Regions from separate parts of the Gossypium arboreum genome. Here region 1 is linked to region 2. A link is a contact called in public Hi-C data. All regions are on one chromosome and are shown on one strand. The core of a region is the stretch at or near the end of the contact, and the rest is flanking DNA. Distances in the headings are between cores, read along the strand shown. Region 1 holds the start of LOC108483514 (cysteine proteinase mucunain-like). Region 2 has its middle 5.1 kb from the start of LOC108482082.

Region 1 (7,177 bases), core at 999-3,498, 110 kb before region 2:
ATGTTAACATTCTGGGAAGTGGGCATTCCTTTGTTGACTTGAAAAGAAATGTTTTTATCAACCTTTCCCTTGCTACATTTTCCTTCGTCCATGTAACAACCCATTTTTTAGTGGTGTCAAAACAATAGTTTCGGGACCACAAATTTCGATGTGTTAGTTTGTAAATATTAATTATTTAAATATTTACAAGGTCATTATGGTTGTATTAAAATTTGGTTAAGAAATTTCATCGTTTAGATAGTTAATTAATTTTAAAAAGGACTAAATCGTAAAAGATGAAAAGGTTGCTTAATATTGATTTTCTTAACATAATGGCTTAAATATTTAAAGTAGGAGGATTTATGTTATAATTAGACCATAACAATTTAATTTAGATGGTTATGGGGTTGTAAATATTGAGTTTTGCATGATTTTAATCAAGGGCAATTAGGTAAATAGTCAATTAGAAAACAATGCTATCATATTTCTTCTTGGTCCTTTTTCGAAATTGGAGAAAAAAAATAGCTATGCTTTGTTTTAAAACTTGCTTACATATGAAGATCTATCCCAATCTCACTAAAACAACAATAAAATAAGTTTAATATATTATAATAATAGAAACTATAAAAATAGATTCTTAATAACTCAACAACCAGAATCATGATCCAATCCAAAGTCCATGATTTAAGGGATTGTCTTGGGTAATTTCGAATCAATTCAATCAGCAATATAAGATTCACATATAATATGATCTTTTATAATGGGTTAAATATCAACCTTATAATCAACATAGCCTAAAAATTTGTTTAATAAAATGTCAACACTTTAAATATGAAATTTGTCTCTATATAAATTTGGTGGTTAGGAGAGTAGGCATTCCATCTAGCACCAAATTGTCAGTTTTATATTTTCCAACACTTCTAAAAGTAAAAATTAAAAAAAATATATGTTAAAACTGAAAAAAAAAAGAAGAAAACAGTGAAAGATATAACTTTTGTAAAAACTTTAAAAACCTCATAATCAATATTTTATAACAGCCACTTTTACAACATCAAATTTTTTAAAATTTTCATTTTAAATTATTCAACATAAGATTAGACGTATAATTTAATGATTAAATTAATCACTTCAGTAATAACGTGAATGACTATATTATAACATTTGATATTTGATAGTTAAATGATAAAATAAAAACTTAGCCTTAATTTAATGAATATTGTTGTAGTTGATTTATATAGGATATATTGGCCATAGCAGCATAAATTAAGGAAATCAATAATAAGCAAATTGGTTGGATTCTTTGATAAAACAGTCCAAATTTAAGTTGCTTGTCTCCGTCCTAATCAATTATATGGGTACAACAACATCCTATGCCCATATCACTTTTGGGGTCAATGTCACCATATTATTTTACTTTTCAAATACCCAGAAATTATATTCCTTTTTTCCTAACGATGAAGCATTATTACTGAAAATAAAATAAAAAATTATTAATATAAAAAAAAATCTAATGTTTCGTAAAAGATATTTTGATGGAAGTCGTTTAATAGCTGAAGAAATAGAGAAGGCGTGAATGACTCAACAATTGGGGCGCCTATCCTATCATCTAATATTGAAAGTGAAATGTGGGGAGGTCAGCACCTAAATTATTGATGCATATATATATATATATATATATTCCCCAACTTCCATTGGGTCCTACACTTTTACAACTTCAATCCAAACACTTATATATCTTTTGTGGTCTTCAAAGTTTTTCTCAAGGGTGCCAAACCTTTTTTTCTCTATTTTCCAAATATTATCTAAAACAAAACACTTCTATTGGTAATATTATTAGGAAAATTACTTAAAATTTATTTTTAAAAATAATAATAAATATTAATGTAATTAATGTTATTTTTATATTAAATATTTAACTAAACCAATTAAAAATAAAAATATTGTGAAAGTTTTATTTATAACTCAATTATTAAATTTTTATGAATATAATTTTAACATTAGTTTTTATCAGTATAATAAAATTTAGTAAAATATTATACACTAAAAAACTTTCCCATTATCATAGATTGCATAATGAAATTAAAATTATATAAAAAAACATAAAATTTTAATTGAATAATAAATTTAAAATTAAATTAATATATTTAAATTTAATTATATATATATTATTTTTAAAAATTAAATAATATATCTTATTTTAAATATAATTTTTAGAATTACTGTGATTGAGGTATAACAACAACTCTTATTAATGGTATTGATTGAGGTTAAGGTTTGGAGTTTATAGAGTTGAAAGTTAACCTGCGTGGCCAATCCAAAATCACCCAAAGTTTGGCGATCAATTTCAAGTTTAGCATGCCAACTCTCTCCCCTTAAAAGGTTGTGCAACTGTCTGAATTATTTACAAAAGCTCCTATCTTCGTGGGCTGGGCTGCTCTTTCTCTTTGCTCTACCTACCACATCGCATCCACATGCTTCTCCGCTGTACTGTTATCACCCCCATTTTATCGTATTTTAATTGTTTATTACCAAGTTTCACATTGGGTTACTACCATTAATCTTCTTTTTTTCTTTATAAGCCTACTGTCTCTCGCCTTTCTTCTCCCCCACACATTCAAAATCCTATTCCTTTTCTCCTTTTTCTTTTTCTCAGACAAGATGGGTTCTCAGGGATCGGTTATGGCTATGCTTTTGCTGATGATGTTCACTTTATCATCAGCTTCCGACATGTCCATTATATCCTACGATGAAGCCCATCCCGACAAGTCAACGTCTAGTTGGAGAACAGACGACGAAGTTATGGCCATGTACGAGGAGTGGCTTGTAAAGCATGGAAAAACATACAACGGTTTGGGTGAGAAAGAGAGGAGGCTCCAGATTTTTAAGGATAACCTTAGGTTCATCGATGAACATAACGCCGATGAGAGTCACAGTTTTAAGGTTGGTTTGAACCGCTTTGCTGATCTTACCAACGAGGAGTACCGAGCCATCTACTTGGGAATCAAGAAACCCAACCGGAAAGTTTCCAAGGCCAGTGACCGATACGCCCCGCTTCTCGGCCAAAAGTTGCCCGATTCCGTTGATTGGAGGGAAAAAGGGGCTGTCGCTGAAGTCAAAGATCAAGGAAGTTGCGGTAAGTTTCTCTCTCAATTTTCTTTTATGGATGCTTCTCTTGTCTGTCTGAAAACTAGCATTTTAACTTATACTTTCAGATGATTTTGTTTTGTTTCTGTCAAATGAATCTATCCATGTCTTCTGCCGCCAGATAGACTGTAATTATTTTGAGCCAACTGTAAAACCTGGAGAGAAAGAACAAAAAAAAAAAATTAAACAAATAACTTAGTTCCGATGTTTCAGGGAAGGTTCCTGTATCTGTCCTTATCTTAGAAACCTTTGCTTTGTGGGTTCTGTTTGGTTATTCAGATTTTGAGGTGGAGTATTGGATATATGTAGGTTTCTTATATAAGGTAAAAGTAAGTAACTTAAAAATTGATTTCGGTCTCATAAGTTAAAAATTGATTTCGGTCTAATAAGTGACTCACTGTATTATTATTCGTTCAGTGATATTAGTTTTTAATAGGATAAAATATTTAACAAAAAAAGATTGATTTATTTTTTGATTTAATATATATAGATTAATTTACTCATTTTTTGAGTTAATTAGGTTAAAATATATAAATATATAAATATATTTGTCGACTTCAGAAGTACAGTTTTATCATCCGATTTTGTCCGAAATTTTGATGGATTTATAGAGTGGGAGCATTTTGAACAGATGCAACGGTTCGCGGAAAGTTAGACCCGACCCATGAACTATGACCTATAGTAGTATTGTGTCGGATATAAGGATGCTTCCGCAGCCCTGCAGTTAGTGGAAGTGTTAGTGCTTGAGGTGGCTGCTTTCTGTGGGGTAAGGAGTAAGGTTCCTTGCACGAAAGTTCAGGGGCTTACTCCACTGTAAAAGTTGAACCATATAAGATATAGACAGCTTAATGAATTGATAGATTCCAATGTTTTTATATAATATATTAAATAGTTATTACATGTTTGTAATAAGATGATTTTACTGAGAATTTAATGTTAAATACAGGGAGTTGCTGGGCTTTCTCGACTATTGCTGCTGTGGAAGGGATAAACCAGATTGTTACAGGCGAACTCCTTTCACTATCTGAGCAGGAGTTGGTGGATTGTGATACATCTTACAATGAAGGTTGCAATGGGGGTCTCATGGATTATGCCTTTGAATTCATCATCAAAAATGGTGGCATTGACACCGAAGAAGATTACCCTTACACCGCTCGTGACGGTACATGTGACCCTTACCGGGTAGGTTTCATATTTTTTTTAGAGTTGGGAAAGGAACAAAGATAGAATTTCAATTTCCTTGCTGAATCTTGGTGTTTTTAATCACCTTGCAGAAAAATGCTAAAGTTGTTTCGATCAATGATTATGAGGATGTTCCGGTAAATGACGAGAAAGCATTGAAAAAGGCAGTCGCGAATCAACCGGTGAGCGTTGCCATTGAGGCAGGAGGAAGGAGTTTCCAGTTATATCAATCAGTAAGATTCTGCATCCATCAAAATTACTAGTTTCTGCAAGAACACAACTGGCTTATCAAAGTCCGAGCACTGTCCGATAAATGACATTTTTACGGTTTTTTCCAGGGTATATTTGATGGAAAATGTGGAACACAACTAGACCACGGTGTCACTGCTGTTGGATATGGCACAGAGAAAGGTAAAGACTATTGGATTGTAAAGAACTCATGGGGAAGCAGCTGGGGAGAAGCAGGCTATATCAGGATGGCAAGGAATGTGGCCAATACCGTAACTGGCAAATGTGGGATCGCGATGGAAGCCTCTTATCCGATCAAAACAGGTGAAAATCCCCCCAATCCCGGACCGTCTCCACCATCTCCTATAAAGCCTCCGACCGTGTGCGATAGTTATTATTCCTGTCCCGAGAGCAATACCTGCTGCTGCATATACGAGTACTATAACTACTGCTTTGCTTGGGGATGCTGCCCACTCGAGGCTGCCACTTGCTGCGAAGATCGCTACAGCTGCTGCCCTCATGACTACCCTGTCTGCAACATACATGAAGGCACCTGCTTGATGGTACGCTTAAGTCCAAAGTCATCAATCCTTTCATTCTATTTGTTTCAATTGAAGTTTTAAACAGTTGTTTTTTTGGCAGAGCAAGGGCAATCCTTTGGCAGTGAAGGCACTGAAGCGCACTCCAGCTAAACCGTTCTGGGCACATTGAAAGCCTGGGATTGTAATGCAGTAGATGATGGGTTACAAGGGAGAAGATGAAAGCTTGACAGTGCTTAGCAATCTCCTTGGGTCTAATATCAGTAGATGGATGGTGACAATTATGTATATAGTATCCTATTTATAACCCATGGTGTATTTGGGAAATGGATAGAATATTTCCAATTTCTGTATATCATGTCATCATTTAGCAATGACTTTGAAAAAATTCTATTCCTGCTTTAAAAGTTGCTTCATAATCAATTATGTATTTGATTCTGTTTGCAAGTAAGAAATCCTATAACACAACATCAGCAGGAGCTTCATAGTTGAACAAACACTGATTTGAACCAAAAGGGTCCACTTTCCCTCGAAATCAAAGGGGGGTAATTGTGGTTATTGCCCTTTTGACATAAAGCAAAAAGATGCCCCCATTTTCCTCCCTGCCTGGAATAAGCTCTTTCTTCCCCAACTGTTGGATATTACTCATTAGGTACATACATTTCCATGTATCTGAATTTCTGCAGCTCTAACTGGAACCTATCCCCCTATAAACATCTTTGACTCTAATGTCTTCCGGGAAAGAACTCATGCCTTGAGCCACAATGGCATAAATTCATTGCATTTCAGTACATTAATATCTCCCCTCCCCTTTTTTAATCAAACAATTTTTAACTAACATAGTGAAACCTTGGTTTCTTATAATCTCTTTACAACTCTGCATTTCTACAACTAATGAATATGTTTATTTTTATTTAAAAATCTATTCTTTTCCGTTTTACTAATTTTTAATTATTTATGAACTACTTAAACATATTATATAAACTATCACTTTGGTTTGAAAAAGGCATAATGATAGATTTAACCCTTAATATTGATATTTTTTTGCCAATTTGGCTCTTATTTTTTATTGAGTTAAATTTGAGCATTAAGCTTTCAAAAAGTGTCATTTTGATTTTTTTTAATGGAAATATTGTCTAAAACATAAATTTTTTTAATGATGTTAGTGTGGCAACTTGCATGGTAGTTCGTGTATACTTCATGTTGACATGATACTATTTATCGTACATGTCACGTTAAGAAATAATTTAAAAAAACAAATAATTCAAAAAAAATACATGAAGTATGCATAGATTGCCATATGAGCTGGCATGTTTAAAATTTTAACGTTTTAGTCGATATTTTTGTTAAAAGCACCAATTCAACTTTTTTGAAATTTTGATGATTAATTTAATAAAAAATGTAAACGTTACGGACTATCTTTATATATTTGAAAAAATACTCAAGTTTAATGAAAATGCATTCCAAAGGTTATACACAATGTATTTTAAATAAAAATATAAAATTACCCTTTATTAGTTATTTATTTTTAATTTTCATTTTTATGACCTTTTAATTATAAAATAATTAGTTTTTGTTATAAAATAAAGAGAGATAAAAATAATGAAGAACAAATAAAATATGGGAAGCAATAGAGAATGTATTTTATTGATCAAATGGGATGATTATAATACTTCTTCAAAGTCTCTATTTATAGGCATAAGAAGTATAAATGAAGTATAGATCTAATTCTAATGATTATTAGAATTTAAACTACATCAAAACTTATCTTGATCTTGATGAACATCCATTTAATAAAATATTCATAACACTCTCCCTTAGATGTCCATTGATAGATAATGTTTAGGAAAAACTCTGTGGGATAAAAACATAATGAAGGAAAAATAGTACAAAATCTTTTATTACAAGCTGCCTCGTTAAAAACCTTTACCAAGAAAACCCAATGGGACAAAACCTTAGTTAAAGGAAAATAGTACAACTTGTTCTTAGACTCCCCCTATGGCAACATGACATTATATCTTTAAGTCAGACGCATTCCAATCATGTGTAGTAGTCTTTCAAATATTAAAGTTGGCAATACTTTAATAAAAAAAATCTGCTAAATT
Region 2 (7,150 bases), core at 2,190-4,689:
TACGTGTGATAGACATGTGTTAACACGGACACAGACTGAGCGACGGTGGCGCACTTGTGTTGAGCCTTTAACCCCAATTACTCAATAAGGGTAAGAGGCAAGGCTATATTTAAACCTCCTTAGAAGCCTTTTATTAACCAATGTGAGATTACCCACTTTGCATTACCAACATTCTTTTCAAGTCAAAGGTCAAATTTGGCCATATATTATTATTTTTCAAAGTCTTATTTTAACTCTTATTTTGGTATTGTACAGGACCTCTAATTTCACTGGAACATATGAAAATTACTGGTATAACTTGAAACAATCGAAAGAGGGCGAAATTTCAAGCTAAATGAAATTTAGCCTTAAGCATTCTAGTAGAGCATTAGACCAAAGCATTTCGGGCAGTACTAGTTCGGAATAAACTCCCATGTTAATGGATACAATCCTAAACCTAATGCTAGTCAACTTAAACCCATACAAATTTTATCATTAAACCAATAACTTGATCAATAATATGATTCAACTTACCACTACAATATCAATTAATCGATTAAAGATTTTGCACTCTATATAAGTAGGGTTATTTAATAAGTTTAGTCCATTTGTATCAAAATTTCAATAAGATAATTTATAATTTAGATTGTCTCAATTTTAAATTATAAATCCATTCACAAATATTTCTATCTCTACGAACTAGTATTTATGGAATATATCATATTACAAAGGTAAAAATATTATAACGATCTTTATACTATATCTTGAATTGCATTTTAGTTCTCTTATTCTTTAAGTCAAATAAAAGAACAAAAAATTCATTGATTAATTTAGTTTTGAAAAAGATGTCATTCATTTACATGAAATTCCATAGAGTACTATTTTAGCTTGTATTGGTTTATTTGTTTAATACAAATTTGATTTTACTTTATTTGGATAGAAAAAAAGGATTAAATATTTATTATGCAAATTAAAAAGTTAAGAACTTATTTAAATGCAAATTAAATACTAAGAATATATTTAAGTGCAATAAAATGTAGGAGTGTATGTTCACTGAAAAGTAGATTTAAACTCCTTTTGATATGAAAGGTTAAATTTATTAATAATAAGATATTAAAGTTGAAAATGTAATAATAATATGTATTAAAGCTAAAAGTGGAAGATATATTTAGAATTTTTTCATAATTTTTATTTTTAACTTTTTTTTATTTTGAAATGTTTTATAATTTTGGAATTATAATTATAATATATATCTTTAAGTTCTTTTAATAATTTTTAGATTATTTGTTGAAGTGTATATAATAATAAAAGAATAAGGATTAATTTGCTCCAAATAAAAGAGTATGGATCAATTTGAATAAAAATTTAAAAGTTGTATGCAAAATTTGTTATTATAACTCATACGTAACACCAAAATAAGCATTTAATGATACAATTTTAATACTTTTAAGGCATAATGATTTTTTTGACCTTCCAACTTTATAAAAATATTATTTTAACCATCCATTTAATTTTCGCCTCATTTAGCCCTTGGACTTTCATTTTTCTTTTTTGTAAAATCAGCTCAAAATGGATAAAAAAAGTTAATGTTTGTTAACTTTGCTAATATATCATACATGTGGATTGCCACTTGGGTGACATGTCAACTTTTAGTAAATTTTTAAAAGTTAAAAAATATTTTCTTTATAATTTTATACTTTTTAATGATTTTTAATTTTAAAAATAATTTTTATTTTTTTGAATTTTTAAAATTTTAAAAAATTAATTAAATGTTGGAATGTTAGCCACGTGGCAATCCACGTTTATGACACATTAGCAAAATAAAAAAATAAATTTTCTATCAATTTTAAGGTGATTTGACAAAAAAATACAAGTTTAAGGCAAAGATAAAGCTAGGGGGGGCTGGTAGGGCCTTGACCTTCCTAAAATAAAAAATTATTATTTAGGCTCTTTAAAAATTTTTAAAATTTTAAATTAGTAAATGTAAAATTATATTTTGACCCCCTTAAAATTATAAAAATTAGATTTAATCATTTAAAATGATAAAAATATAGACTATAAAAAATAAAAATTTCATTCGGTCCCCTTAAAAAATTGTTTTGGCTTCGCCCCTGGTTCAAGGGTTAAAAATAACGAATAATTAAATGGAATATTAAAATGACATTTTATAAAGTTGAAGGGCTAAATAAATAATAATTTTACTTTTTTAAACGAAAAATATTTTACTCCAATTAATTAATTTATTTTTAATTAAAAGAAAACCAAAATGAAATCTTATACTATTAAAAGTAGTAAATATGGTAATTAAGAAGATGTGTTTGAGGCATTCATTATTAAAATTCTTTAATTAATGCTTAAGGTATTTGGGAATTTGGGTATTAATGATTATATTTTGACGCTGACAAATGGCTATGCCTTTAATCCCATTAATCACAAACTTGAATATGCCCAACATTAACATCTTCTTTCCTTTTACTAATTAATTAATGACATTTATATCATTTTATTTTTAGGTAATATCAAATAATTTTTAATAAATATTTTTATTTGATTCATTATTATAATTCTCCGAAGATTATATTCCACAAACATTAATGACAGGCTTGAATTCATTCATTCGACCAACCATTCACATCTTATTCCCTTATCAAATTTATATTAATTTTTATTGTTATATGAGCTTTTAATTTTTTTTAAATATTTTAACTTTTTATTGTAGCAATTAGAATAAAATAAATTTTCTTATTTGAATTATTGAATATAGTTAAAATGGTTACTATTTGATACATTGATAGTGTATTTTCTTTCATTCTACCAGTAATTTTAAAAATTATTTTTTAAATATTTTAATATACCCTTATAAGACACCTGTCAACTTTTTAATCTTATTTGTGGGGTCTAAAAATTTAATTAAGAATGTACCAAATATTTTCACTAAATAAAATATATTACCTTATCAATTCAAATATTATAATAAAAATTTCTAATAATACTTAAAACATATTCAATATATAATATAATTTTACTTTATGTAATTAATGAAAGTAACATTATTCAAAATAATAACTAATTAACTCTAATATTAATTAAATGATAATTAATATGCTTAGAATTCTATTCAAATAATAACTCATGAAAATTTAATAGAATATCAAATTAGGAGGAGAGAAAACACCAACTCTTACTTTTAATGGACTTTTCCTTTCACTAACCATGATTTCTCTCACTAAAAACACCACAAATCCTAGTTGAAAAATGGAGATTGGAGATGAAATCAAGTCCATGGAAGGGTTTTCTGATAGCTTTTGTTGAGAAATCAAGATGGTTGGTAAGATTCTTGGAGAAATTTCAACAGAAAAACAAGAAAAAGGAGAAGGAAAAGGAGAGGGAGTGCTGGCCAGCTGGTAATGCCTGAATGGGGGTTTCTTTTCTCTTCCTTTTAAAAAACACCCAAGTGGGTCACAAAGCCCAAGTCTTAAAATTTTATGATCCAATTTCTTATTTCATTGACCCAATGATCCATAATAGTTCCATAAATTAATTATATCATCAAATTAATATTTCCAACATAAAATACTTTCCAAATTACCAATGTAAAGCATAATTTCTTAACAAAAAATAGTTATTAATCAAACCAAGCTCCATTAATCTCATTTCATACTTAATGCATAATCTTGGGTACTAAGAACTATACTTTTACCTTTTTCTCCGTAAAATTAGCAAATTTACAATTTAATCCCTATATTATCAAATCTTTATAATTTGGTCCTAAAAGTTATTTTTATACTACTGATACTTATTTCAATTTATCCTTATGTCCATTAATCACTTTTCACATTTTTTGGTCAAATTGCACTTTTAATCCTCAAATTTTTTAAAATTTGTGATTTAATCTTTTCATCACCTTTTCACTTTTAAAATTCCTTTCATTAATGTTTATATCCAAGATAGCTTTATGCTCATAAGAAAATTTTCTCCAATTTCTTGAAAATTCACTATATCCGCTATCAGAATAATATCACGTGTTTAATAAAAAATTTAGGATGTTACAAAATTTGGGCTGATTTACTAATCCCGTTGAACACATCTGGTGAGAGAGAGCAAATTGAAAAAATAAAAAAGGAAGGATTTTTCGAACAATGCTGAGAGCAAGAAGATGGAGGTTTTTATTTTGGACAAGGAAGTTTGAGGTAGAAGAAGTATCATGGGACCTTTTTCTTCGGTCCATCAAAAAAGAAATCTTTTGGACTTCTATATGACTTCTTCAGTATCAGCAACAGTTAACTCGTTATTAACCCTAAAGAAAAAAAAATATCATTTTTAACAAACATAGTTTGTTGGATTATTGGCAAGAAAGGCGTACGGCCCCTATTGGGTTTGAATCCTCGTTCCATAATTCTTTTGTTAGCTTAAATAAATTTATAGGCCTAAAAATAAAAAATTCCCTTTCATTTACAACAAGCATTGGGCTAATTTCAATTTCTAATTCTCACTAAATTTATTTGGTTACTGCATTCTGGTTACGATACACAGTAATGGCTTTCTCCTTATGCATTCATCTTGTACACAATGTGTGGATGCTAAGAGATTAACTTCTTTTACCTACTTTAACTTATATAAAATTAAAGGAAGAATGCTTTTTTCTAAACAAATAAATCATGTTGATATAAATTGGTGAATGTTATTCTTTTTTTCATTAAAACAAAAACCTAGTTATAGATAAAGGATTCGAAGTCTAGATAAAATAAATACAACAACATAGTCCAATATCAAAGCCCTGGAACCCTAATGACATAGTCCTCAAGGTCATTAGTCGCCGGAGTAGTTATGGAGGAGCCGGGGGGAGGGAGGGGATGTTGTCCCTGCATCTTATAAATGTATTTAAATCGCTACTTAGAAAATTAACTTCCAACCACAACTATCAATTTAGCAAGTGGTTACATTATTTTTCTAGGAGGAACCTTCAGCTATTTGTCACTAATCTTTTTCAAGCACCAGGAACAACAGAACAAGTCTTGAACACCAATTTGAAACAATGTGGAACACTACTAGTTTGACTATAATCGAATAAAATGTTTCAGATTGAAGTAAATTATTCAGCAAGTAGATAAAAAAAAAAATCATTGTCTGTACTAAAAAGAATCATCCTTAATAGCGAAAATTGAAAGAGAAGACATAACTATCTCTTTGCTAACTGGTTTAACAGGTTCAAGGTTATCAACACAGTTTTCGAGTTTCTGATGTGGTTTCATCCAATGGCTTCAATCTTTTATAAGTGTAGATGGTTCATGACTGGCACTTCATGTTGTTAAAAATGACAAGACAAAATATTGATTGCAATGGATCTCACTTTGTTGACATGCATCTATATATCTCCTTGGTGATTGGCTTTGCATTTGTTTCTTTTTAAGTTTTAGAGGAACAAGTTTTGTTGACATCATGAGGTCGGGCATGTATGTAAAGTTACTGAGATCCAAAGCACTTGATTCTATAGGTCCGGAGCTTGTTAGATGATTAAATGGTTTAATTTCTCTCCAACAACTTTCTGGTATCTTGAATGTTAAAACACTTGGACTGGAGTCGACGTTGGAGGAATAGGAGTTTGAACATGCATGAGATTTACACGCTTATACTCACAACACCATAATAGCAGTCAACATGCCTCAGTGATAGTAGCCTAATCATGGCCGCAGGTTTTTACGCTGATAAGAACACATCAATCAGTTAATTACCTGCTTCTTTATGGCTGCTTGCTAGTTGCTAACTTGTTTGTTTTCGGTTTCCTTGATACTCTTTGGCGTTGGATGATATCAATGGACAAGCATGATTATTAGACTGGGACACAAACCCTGGAGAAGTGGGAGTTGATGTCCACTACCACCGCACAGCAGAGTGAAGGCAAAATCCAGGAGGGCCGTTTCTCTTCATTATCATGGCTTCATGGTACACCTACATAAATAATTTGCTGAAACAATCGATCAAAAGATGTTGACCTTTCTGTTGAGAGAGCCCAAGCCAGGCTGCTATGGATTGATAAGTCCTGGTAAGGAAGGGTTTTTGCTTTCTCTAGTACGTGATTGATTTAAAATGCTATTTTATTTATTTTTAAAAATACAGGCATCAATTTTTTATTTTTTATTTTGCTTTAAACACTCCAACCTAGGTTTTTTTTGTATTAATAACAATATTTATGCCAATTAAATTGAAACTCAATTAATTTGTTCATTTCTAGTTTTATTAGAACCAGGTTATATTTATTTAAACTAAGTTTTAAAATACTTCTATTTTTATTAAAAGGCTATATTTATTTAAAATAATATTTTTACTAAATTTTAACAAAACCTGACTATATATTTATTAAAATATATTTTAAAATTATAACAAATGTTTTTAACAAAATTTGATAGAAATATGATAAACTTTAAAATTTTTATCTAGGTTTAGCGTTTCTCAATTTAAAAATGTAATAAACTCAAAAGATACAATATTAAATTAATTATTAATGTAACTTTTAAAAATATTAACTCAATTTAGCGTTAAATAGATAAGTATATATTTTCAAACTTAAATTGATAAATATATATAATTTCTTAATAAGGTACTAATTAAAAGTAATTTTGCAAAGATTTTACAATCAATCTTTTTTTTTCCGAATAAGTGCTAATTTCTTTTTATATATACTAAAAGGAGAAAAATCAGATTAGATGAACACACTAATTCCTATTCTTAAAATGTAATAATTATTTTGACTAAATAGGTGAATATAAAATCAAAATAATAAACATCTTTAAACTTTTATTATTAATATATCTTTATTTTTTCCTATGTCAAATATATTAATATTAAACAACAGTTTAATAAATAGAATAAACCCACGAGATAAAAAAAATTACATTTTATATTATTTTAAGGGACGCATATCATCTCTAGACATATAGAAAATTTGAAAAAAACAAAATTAAATACTATACATTTATACCCGAATTAGAGTAAAATAAGACTGGCGATATTTAAGTTAATGAATGTCACGTGTTGAAGTAATTGTGTTGGTATGGCCCATAATTCAGGCGTTATTAATTTTCAAAATAAATTTTTTAGAAGCGATAGAAATTAAATTATAATTTTATGTTAGTAAAAATGTAATTTTATTATTTTAATATATTATATTTTT

Evidence for each region. A called contact is a pair of places that touch in the nucleus more often than the background predicts.
Region 1: a Hi-C map of leaf shows a contact between it and region 2, with 4 times the contacts expected there. The contact joins the promoter of LOC108483514 here to the enhancer-like site in region 2. A contact is called at or near these places in 2 of 5 Hi-C or Micro-C datasets (both in leaf).

What each region holds. Positions count from the first base shown.
Region 1 is chr1:78,629,220-78,636,396 of ASM2569848v2, reverse strand. LOC108483514 (cysteine proteinase mucunain-like) reads left to right here and starts at 2,248. Exons shown (of 5, transcript XM_017786960.2): 1 at 2,248-3,112; 2 at 4,070-4,305; 3 at 4,398-4,538; 4 at 4,644-5,096; 5 at 5,176-5,479. The coding sequence starts at 2,638. The coding sequence ends at 5,244.
Region 2 is chr1:78,520,285-78,527,434 of ASM2569848v2, reverse strand. No RefSeq gene overlaps it. Among protein-coding and RNA genes, the nearest start is that of LOC108482082, 5.1 kb to the right of the region's middle. Within about 2 kb of position 3,439, at least 2 of the 2 cell types and tissues checked have an H3K27ac peak or open chromatin away from gene starts, as enhancers often do. A contact at or near this core is called in leaf, where this site is marked.